Linked DNA regions of Mus musculus: regions 2 and 3 are each linked to region 1. Evidence: chromatin contacts called from public Hi-C data. All regions are on one chromosome and are shown on one strand. The core of a region is the stretch at or near the end of the contact, and the rest is flanking DNA. Distances in the headings are between cores, read along the strand shown. Region 1 has its middle 21 kb from the start of Dubr. Region 2 overlaps Bbx (bobby sox HMG box containing). Region 3 overlaps Bbx (bobby sox HMG box containing).

What was found. Hi-C and Micro-C count contacts between places; a contact is called where the count stands out from the background.
Region 2: a contact with region 1 is called in a Hi-C map of muscle stem cells, with 2.8 times the contacts expected there. The contact joins two enhancer-like sites. A contact is called at or near these places in 15 of 484 Hi-C or Micro-C datasets (the Ba/F3 cell line, the C2C12 cell line, bone marrow-derived macrophages and 10 more) and 1 of 115 datasets of contacts at active chromatin or transcription factors (vascular smooth muscle cells).
Region 3: a Hi-C map of muscle stem cells shows a contact between it and region 1, with 2.5 times the contacts expected there. The contact joins two enhancer-like sites. A contact is called at or near these places in 4 of 15 datasets of contacts at CTCF or cohesin (CD8 T cells, the NIH/3T3 cell line, large pre-B cells and 1 more), 44 of 484 Hi-C or Micro-C datasets (B cells, the C10 cell line, the C2C12 cell line and 26 more) and 2 of 115 datasets of contacts at active chromatin or transcription factors (cardiomyocytes and microglia).

Annotation. Positions count from the first base shown.
Region 1 is chr16:50,751,826-50,755,061 of GRCm38.p6, forward strand. No RefSeq gene overlaps it. Among named protein-coding and RNA genes, the nearest start is that of Dubr, 21 kb to the left of the region's middle. Within about 2 kb of position 1,501, at least 101 of the 459 cell types and tissues checked have an H3K27ac peak or open chromatin away from gene starts, as enhancers often do. A contact at or near this core is called in the C2C12 cell line, muscle stem cells and myocytes, where this site is marked.
Region 2 is chr16:50,307,892-50,311,062 of GRCm38.p6, forward strand. The region is part of intron 3 of Bbx (bobby sox HMG box containing); the gene reads right to left. Among named protein-coding and RNA genes, the nearest start is that of Bbx, 120 kb to the right of the region's middle. Within about 2 kb of position 1,765, at least 105 of the 459 cell types and tissues checked have an H3K27ac peak or open chromatin away from gene starts, as enhancers often do. A contact at or near this core is called in the C2C12 cell line, muscle stem cells and myocytes, where this site is marked.
Region 3 is chr16:50,261,482-50,264,621 of GRCm38.p6, forward strand. It overlaps Bbx (bobby sox HMG box containing), which reads right to left. Exons shown (of 17, transcript NM_027444.3): 7 at 935-1,002. Among named protein-coding and RNA genes, the nearest start is that of Bbx, 170 kb to the right of the region's middle. Within about 2 kb of position 1,325, at least 2 of the 459 cell types and tissues checked have an H3K27ac peak or open chromatin away from gene starts, as enhancers often do. A contact at or near this core is called in muscle stem cells, where this site is marked.

The DNA.
Region 1 (3,236 bases), core at 251-2,750:
ACAAGTCCGTGTGGTATTATCCTGCCTTCTAGTATGGGGATTATGTACCCCTTCCCAGTCCACAGGTTTTAGCTATGAGAGAAAGGTCAGTTTGCATTTCATAGGCCAACCTTCAAATATTTCCATTTTTATTTTTCTATAGGGCTAAAAGCATTGCCCACCCGAAATGCAGACATTAATGCCAAAATACCTTGTTGATTCCAACACCTATATGCTGCTGTGTGTGCTCCCACTGTGTGTAGGTTTGCTATGGGCTGACCTCAGGAAGGAGTGTGGCAGTAAGCAAGGAATGAACAAGCAAACCAGTAAATAGCTGGCATAGTTTTTGTCCTCTGAGAGTGAAGAGTTTTGCTGAAGAGGCATAATCTTATCAAAAATAAACAAATAAATGAAAGGCAATTTAATAGAGACAGTTTAAACATCAGCTCTTTTTTTTTTTGTAGTTGTTGTTAGTTCAGAATTTAAAAAGAAAGTAGGACCAGAGCCAAGCAGCCAGTTCTAAAGTGACGTCCTTAAACTTTAGAAGTTTCCTTGGCGCAGCAAAAACATTCCAGGAAGTAAAGCGGTTATAAATAGTTTCGGATCATTGTGGAAATGTACTGGGAACCTGGCAGAAAATGAATCAGTCGGGCTTTCCACAAGACCCACCTCAAATGAAGATCCCAATGCAAAGTGGCAGGAAGCCGTCTAGGGATGCCGCGACTAGGGATGATGGGCCGGTGGCGATGGGGTTCCAGGCATGAGAAAGAGACTCAGTCTGAAGTGCTCTCAGGCTGGATCAACTCTAAGGAAGGAGAGCATTAACAGAAGTTTTCCTAACAGAAGAAGAAAGGCTCCGGAAGACACCATTTCTAGCAAGGCAGGCTTTCTCTCACAAGCACTGAAGATGTTTCTGTCTGGGGTAAGGGCTTCAGCGTAGGCAAGCAGGTATAACGAGCACCATTGCATTTGGGTGGATGGGGGGGATAAACAAAGGTATTTCTGGAGAAATTTGCAGTATTTTTTTTACATTCCCATCTCCAATATGTCTCATTGTGAGCTATGGATGGACTGTGATGTCCAGTTTAAATAGGAAGTCCCCATAAAGCACGCCGTGGAGATTTTAGTGCCACGAGAACGGCTTCCTTTGTATCTTTAATTTTATGTGTATGGGTGTTTTTCCTGCACACGTATCTGTGCACCACGTGTATTCAGTGATCAGAAGGTATCAGATCCCTTGGAACTAGAATTACAGACGGTTGTTAGCTGTCAAGTGAACGCTGGGAATTGAACCCCTGCCCTCCGCGGGAGCAGTCAGCATCAATGCTCACACCCAGAGAGCATTTCTCCAGCTTTGCCCGCTCCGTCCTCCATCCGTCCTTTCTATCTCTGAAGGTAGAGTGACTGACAAAAATAGCCATGTTCCCTTTTATACCTTGGATGGATGCTTGTGAAATCATGTTCCTGTTTGACGCGTGAGATGGGAAAATTACAGAACTCCAGAAGGGGGTGTGGAAAGGGGCAAAGAGAAGAACTCTGCAGTAATGGAGTTTGCCTCATGGCTCTGCCGTTGTTTACCTCGTTTCCTGGGCTCTGGGGACTTCTGGACCAGAGAGCTAAGACATACTTTCCCTGGAAAATGCTGGGACTTTATTAGGCTGGAAATAATAACAATAAAGCAAAAGTAAAACTTCCTATTGAAGTTTCTTTTGAGCATTGATGAAAAAAATATTAGACCAGTGGTATGATGGGCAACTTATCAGTTCTGACTTCTAGGGAAAGTTTAAGTCAAAGAAAACCTCTCCAAAAGAGGGACACTGAAGTTCTGAGAGTTTTCTTTCCCAAGGTCAAAGGGTGAAATAGTTTGCAGCTCCGAGAACTTGTGATTTCCTTCCTGCTTCTTTTTATCTCTATCAACCCTGCATTCCACTGCTTTGCCGTTGATGGCCCTTCCTCCCCACACCTTCTGCAGTAGGGACTTTCCATTCAGTCTGGTGGCAGCGGTTCTGGCAACAGCTCTTGCACTTGTGTGGCAAGCTTTTAAATTCCCATGCTTTTGAGCAGCTGCAGTCAAGCTGACATGAGTCAGTGGGAGGGGCTTAGGGGAACCTCCAGGGAGCAGTAACTTTTTGACAGTCTCACAAACAGAACATTTTAAGTCTAATGACTCTAAAAGCTCTCCCTGTACATGCAAAAGCAACTGCAGTTTTCCCAAAGTCTACTGTTTTTTTTTTTTCTTTTCTTCTTCTTCTTTGTCTTCTTTTTTTCTTTTGGTCCCCAGAAAGAATCAGGTTTCTGCCTATAGCAAGACACATTCTTCAAGGATTAACTGTGACCTCATAGCTAAAGTGGATACAAAATAAAATCTGGAGACAACTGGAAAGTGAGAAGGGGTGGCAGGGAGACATTTGGGAATACAGAAGTGCCAAGCTCTGGCTTTTGCAGGCAGGCCTATTGCCTAAATAGGGAAGGCAAGTTATTATTTTTCTCTTCTTCTACTCTTACTGTACTCACATAGGTGATTTTCAGTGTGGGTTCCTTTCCTAAGGCCTCAAGGGTCCCAGATGGCTTGTTAGAGGATGAACGTCTTCACCTCAGGCTCCTTCATCGAGTACCGAGAGCAGGCAGTGCCCTTGTCTGAGGCCACTGCATCGAGTACCTAACTGCTGATATTTGACCCTAGAAGAAGGTCAACTTGGTCAGCCTATTATTAAGAGAAAAACAAGGATAGCAATGGATCACAGACCCCTTCGGGGAACTAGAAAATGACCTCCACTTCTCTATTTCCGTGCACTGTTCTTCCCAGTGTAGCCTTTCCCCGTTCTTTGTTGGGTATCATAAAATGAAAAGAGTGAAGAATGCGGGATCCCTTCTGGGAGGAGTGAACCACAGAGGAAGGGGGAACAATTGATTCTTTTGATAAATGAAAATTTAGACGGTGCTTTTCCTTGCAATTTGCAAAGACAAAGCAGTGTCACGATCAAGTCCCTCTTTATACCGAGAAAAGGCAAGAAAATGGTTATCATAGCATACATGCAAGCAACAGCCAGAGGTCGGTTGGAAACGCAGAGGGACGATCCCCACGGCACTGCAAAATTTCACTCGGTGACTCACAGGGACAGGTGAGGTTAAATGTTGTAAAGAACTTTGTCTCTGTAACTCCTTCCATGGGTATTTTGTTCCCCCTTCTAAGAAAGATCAAAGTATCCACACTTTGATCTTCCTTCTTCTTTGAGTTTCATGTGTTTTGCAAATTG
Region 2 (3,171 bases), core at 515-3,014, 440 kb before region 1:
TCTGCCTTGAGTTTGTAGCCTGACTTGCCTTCATGATGCACTGTGACTGGGACACGCAAGCCAAATAAACCCTTTCCTTCCCAAGTTGCTTTTGATCATGGTGTTTTGTCACAGCAACAGAAATCAAACTAGGATGGGATGGGTAGTAGTTTTGTTATATGTTTTTAAAGATAGTGCATGCATAGCATGTATGTATATGTATGTATGTATGTATGTATGTATATATATATACACACACACATATATATTTATATATTTACACACACATCACATATGTATTAAGCTTTTCTTTTAGATTTCTTTAGAATTTCACATTGTAATATAAAAATTAATAATTTACTTGAAAGACACTCTACTCTGAAAAGTTTTATGGTTCCTGTCACAACTCATTTCTGTGAGGACTTCTGCATTTGTTACTACTGATCCTAGTGTTATAGTTTGCAGAATAATTTCAGCTTAAGGAGTTATTCTTTTAAAAGTGGAACCATTCATTTCATCGGAGGTGGCACTGCAAATCCGATTCTTGGGTACCATCCAACTTACAAAGGGAGAAAACAAGATCCACAGATATCAAAGGTTAACTCAAGTGCACTGAGCTAATTATCGTCAGAGCCAGGGTCTCTTGATCACTCGATTAGATCTCTTTCCCTAAATCACACTGGCTCCTTCTTTTTCAGACAGAAATGAGATGTCTTCATTAATATTGCCTTAAGGAAAGAGAAACCTCCTTAACTGTCTACGCTTTGATTCTACGAGGTCCATATGGGAACTGCTACTTAGGTCGGTCTGAAAGGCAAACGAGAGAGTTAAACTGAGTCCATCTTCTACCATGACATCAGTGGGACTGGGATGAGGCGGCTTCCCAGAACAAACCCATCAGTTTGGGAATCTGTGTTGTTCACCAAATGGGTACAAGGAGACGTTTGTTTTCCGCCAACTTGGTCCACAGCGTTTGCTGAGACTGTGGGGGCAGAGCCACCTCGGTGAGTGCTCAGGATCACAGGCTCACAAAGAGCACGCATGGCCTGGCACTTAGTATTTGAGAAGAGAGTCCTAATTTTCCTCACAGGTGGCATCTTTTCTCTCCCATCATCTCCCAGAGTAGGTGGAGATAGACCACACATTCTTTCTTCTTGGACTGGTTCCTGTCACCATGTGTCTTCCTATCTCTCAGCCTTTGACAGCTGACACTTGTAGCTGACTTTCACATTAGGGTTACGCTTCTCATCGCTGTAATTTTGCACTGTATGTCTTGCTATTCACAGAACCAGATTCTGCACAGTAAATGTACATATGAAGTGAAAGCTATAAATTCAGATGCAAATACTAACCGTAGATAGACGAATGCCTTGGCTATTTCACTTATCTCTAACTTATGGTTCACCTCATCCAGTCCTAGAGGCAGCAGCCCCGCCAATCTAAATAATCCTAAGGCTGGAATTTGGAAAAACTCTCTCCACTAGATTTCAGCTCAGGCTGAACACAATTCGCCTGCATCGGCTTTGAAAGAAGACTGAGGACCATAGTGATAAGACAAATCTCAAAGGGGTCCTTTGTAGGTTACATGCGAACTGCTTTTGAGACTGAGTCTGTAGACATCTTACTTTGGCTCCACCTCTATACAAACTGCTCGGGGAGCCTAAGAAAAGCAGCTTTGAAATGTGCAAGTACACAGATTTTGTACTGCTGCCACGGGCCTGCAGCCGCTGCCAAAGGAACGGGTGAGTCAAAGCAGCTCACACACCGCACTTCTCCATGTCTTCCCTGTACTTGGCAGCAACACACTGGGATCAGTCATCCCGCTGATCATGCAGACTCCAGAGTCATTGCTAGAGCAAATGTTTCCTGTCCAAGAACTTTCAACTGATATAAAAGTTAACATTTCAGGGCAAAGAGGGCCTTTTATGCAATTATGATATACTTGGAATCTGTGATAAATTAAAAGGCCAGTGATACAGTGAGTTCCACACTGCTGGACTAACACCAGGACACCCAGACCCATCTTTCCAGGTCAAAGGTGGTACTGGCACTTACTCAAAGAATAAAGGCACACCAACGCTCAAAGTTTCTAGCACCAGTTGTACAGCCAGAGAGCAGCAGTGTATTCACACAAGATGACTCTTTCCAGGCGCTTGTGACATTTACTTCTAATTTCAAGGAAATTGAGATAAGGTACCAGTAAGCTCTACTTTTCTCATGTAAAACAGATGTAGCATTAATGATTTTTGGGTCTAATTATATGAGACATAAGTATAACTATTTTTCTCTCTAAAACTTTATATTCTGTGATTGTAACACTGTGGTTATCACTGAAATCATACACATGCAACATTAAACAGACTCAGCAGGATGTATTTATATATCTATTATCTACATATCTATATCTATAGATATACACACACGCACACACACAAACAATAGCAATTAAAACAAAGAGGTCGTGAATCTGTGGGTATGGAAGGCAGAAGATAGATGGAAGGAGGAAAAAAAGAAAAAAGAAAATGATTTAATCATATTTTAATTTTGAAATATACATTTAATTTAAAAACTGTGAGAATGCATTTCTCTATTAATATTATCTAATACACTCACAAGGACTGTTTCTACTTAATTTTAACTATACTATGGCTTGAATCTGACCCCAAACTCCATATGTTAGAGGCTTATCCACAGTTCAAGGTTCAGAACTTTTTAAAATGAATTTTTCTGGGGAACTATGTTCTTACTGACTAGATTGAAGCCATTACTGTAGGAGTGCACTCATTACCTTCACAGAGGATTAACGCAATCCATTTGGACAGTCTTTGTTCCTCTCCAGTGCACCTGGTCTTTATACTCTTCCGCCTCAGCTTTCCTTAAGGGGCTGCTCACTGGGAGTTTGACCATGCTCCAGGGAGTATGGACAACACAAACAGAATACTGTTCCCCTCTCCTTCTCCTTCTCCTCCTCCTCTTCCCTGCTCCTCCTCTTCCTCCTCCTCCCTTCTTCTTCCCCCTTTTTCATTCTTCTTCCTTATTGGGGCAGGGGGAGGTCTTAAGGGTGGAGAACAGACCTGGAAAAACTGGGAAGTGTTATTGGGGTTCATGACATGAAATTCCCAAATAATCAAAAAATCTACACACACACATTTGGAAGGAAGGAAGGAAGGAAGGAAGGAAGGAAGGAAGGAA
Region 3 (3,140 bases), core at 75-2,574, 490 kb before region 1:
CTACTCAAAGTTTAAAACAACAATAAATAGCACAGACTTGCAATAAAATGAAACTAAAAGACTAAAAGCAAGAATATAAAAAATAAGAAAGGAAACTGACAAAATCTTTCGCTGTGTGCTTCTACAGCTGTTACTACCTAACATCAGGAGCAGGTTTGGCTCTGGATGCTCGCTCCATGGCAATAGTGATAACTCTTGCAATCCTGTCCTACATTATCTATGATGGGTTGAAATCTATGATGGGTTGGTTCCCATCTTAATTAAGACCCAGAATGTAGCAAAATAACACAACCTGCAGGTTAATTCAACTGATCTCTGTTAAGTGGGTCTAGAAAATACAAGATAGGACAAAAGCAAACTCTGTGTCAAATGCAAACTATGTGTGGTTAACTGCAACAGCTGCACAGAATCAGATCCAACAATGTTTAGCAACAGCAGACTGAGAACTAGATCACAGGAACAAGGTCATGGGGGCTCTGGGTCCTTTCTCTTTTCTATTTTAAAGGATGAAACAATTTTGCAATGCTGCCATTCCAGATGTTCAAGTAGGATACTAGAGAGACAGACAGTCTCATCCTTTTACTGTCAGCTTCCCACTAGCAAGTCTAAATGAGAACATGATACCAACAGGGAATGTGTTGAACAGAGTGAATTTATTTTAGGGTGCAATCCACATGCCCATGACACGGACCCAACACATGATAAGCGACTGCTCTGGATCTCTTACTCCTAGGTTTAAACAATCGCAGACTCCGTTGTTGAGTTGTGCACCACGTCTGCTACCCTCAACTCATTAAAACTTTACCAGGCAGTTTCTCCATGAGCTATAAGTGGCAGAACTGTAGCAGCAAGGTGAGGAGAATACAGATGGCTGTGTGCTGAAGCCCCACAGGGAGCAGGGAACGAGCCCCTAGAGACGAAGGGCCTGGCTTACCTCTGGTGTCCCAAGAGCGTGCTCTCCAGCTAGCAGCAACATGCTCAGGCCCCCCATCTGAGTAGGATCTAAAGAGCAAAAGCAAACAACCAACTTAGAAGCGAAAAGCACACGGAACCATAAAGAGTGAAAAGGATTATTCATAAAGGCGGAAATCCAAACTATCCACATTTAAATTTAATGGAGAAAGTTCAAAATTCTTTCTTTATATAACCTGATACCCATGCACTTAATATACACATGCTTTAAGGAGCCGGTGTTTTCTGGTTTTTTTTTTTTTTTTTTTTTTTTTTCTTTTTCTGAAACAGTGTCTCACTATGAAGCCCAGGCTGTCCTGGTATTCATGATCTCCTTGCCTTAGTCTTATAAGTACAAGAATAACAGGCATGAGCCACCACACAGGCTTTTTAAATCAACTAAATACTATTGTTCTAGTACCATTGCAACACAACACGATTCCCTAATACTACAGCTGTTGAATGAATCATCTCCCAAAACTAAGACTTCTTCCTAAGGCTGGGGAGTCTATATAAGGTGTTTGTTTGTTTGTTTGTTTTTTAACTCAAGTATACTCGCGCTTGTCTGCTGAGAAGTTTGAGACTATTGTTATTATTTCTGCCCTGTGAAGTCAGGTATGGTCAAAAGTACTAGCGTATCAGGGAGTACAGAACAGAGAAATTTCCAGCTGGCCTCCAAATTCAAATAAGCTTCTTGAAAATAGTCCTTTAAAACTTTCAAAGTAAATTTAAAATAACAGATATGTTTTAGATATATAAATATTCAGGGTACTAGGGCTGCCATGAAAACAACTCCAAGATTTAAAACTAATTTTTTTTTTGATTAGCCAACTCTTTTGCCTTAATTCTTTCAACAGTCAATTGGTACAGAGAGACAAAATAAAACAGTACCGTGGTAGATCTCTGCTCCAGGTTACATTTCCATCAGAATCCTTTATTCTTTAAAGCTGTTTCAATTATTAACTTTTAAAACTTCAATGAAAGAACACATGTGAAAGTACCTGTGGGTCTCTGGTGCACACAGGTCTCAAGACACGCATTTTATCTTTAGAATGACGCTATCATAAGACTGCCTGAAGACATTTTCGTCTGTTTAAATGTGTGCCCTGAAGTAGAGCTTTCTTCAGTCAGCCTTGAGAACTCAGGAGACAACTTTAATCCTACTTTGTATATAGTTTTCTTTTAAATTAAGAAAAGGAGGTTCTGAGGTAGACAAACACACACACTAGAGGAGGGAAAAGGAGGAGGATGGGGAGAAAAGAATAAAAGAGATAGAAAATAGAAGGCTATGAGATAAGCAAAGAGAAAATTATGTCACAAAATAATCCTGAGTTTAAAACACCCAACACTGTCCCATGTGGGAGGACACACGAATAGCACACCAATCCTGGCTAGTCTGGTGACACAAAGTTTAAGAACTATTGTGCCTGATAAAATATGTGCTTGTTTATTTAGAAGTAAAATCAAGGGGGGATGAATCTAGCGGGAGGTAATGTGCAGGGTGCCTGAGAGGGAAGCACTCTTGCCCCTCCGCAACCGTCCTGGGAGCTAGCGCTGAGTGAGAGTTTTGGTGAGATACAAATGCGCAGTTCCAATTACAAAGGAAAACAGGAATGCAATAACATGATGATTCCAGTTAGAAACCAAAGGTGACTGTGTAAGAAGATTGCTATTCATCCTAAAGACTAAGACAAGAAATTATCATTTTCCTATCACTTACACAGTGCTATTCAGAACTATCAAAATATATTTGCATAACTAGCACACTTTGCCTTTATTGAAAGGGTTGTTAGTATATCAAACTCTATGTATATTTCTTTCCTTGGAAATCATATATTTGATAAAGCCAGGTTATTGTAAATTATAAAATGTGGAGTGTCGATGGCTACAGAGAAAATAAACAAAAGACAAAAGAGATTCTGTATTTAACGGACCTTAACAATTCCCTTTGTATTTGCTAGGCTCAGAGAGCTAAACACCAGGTTTTTTGGTTTTTTGTTTTTTTCTTTTTTCTTTTTTCTTTTGTTTTTTTTGGGACAGGGTTTCTCTGAATAGCCCTGGCTGTCCTGGAACTCACTCTGTAGACCAGGCTGGGCTTGAACTCAGAAATCCACCTGCCTCTGCCTCCCAAGTGCTGGGATTAAAGGCATGCACTACCACACCCGGCAACACCAGGTTTTTAATCAAAG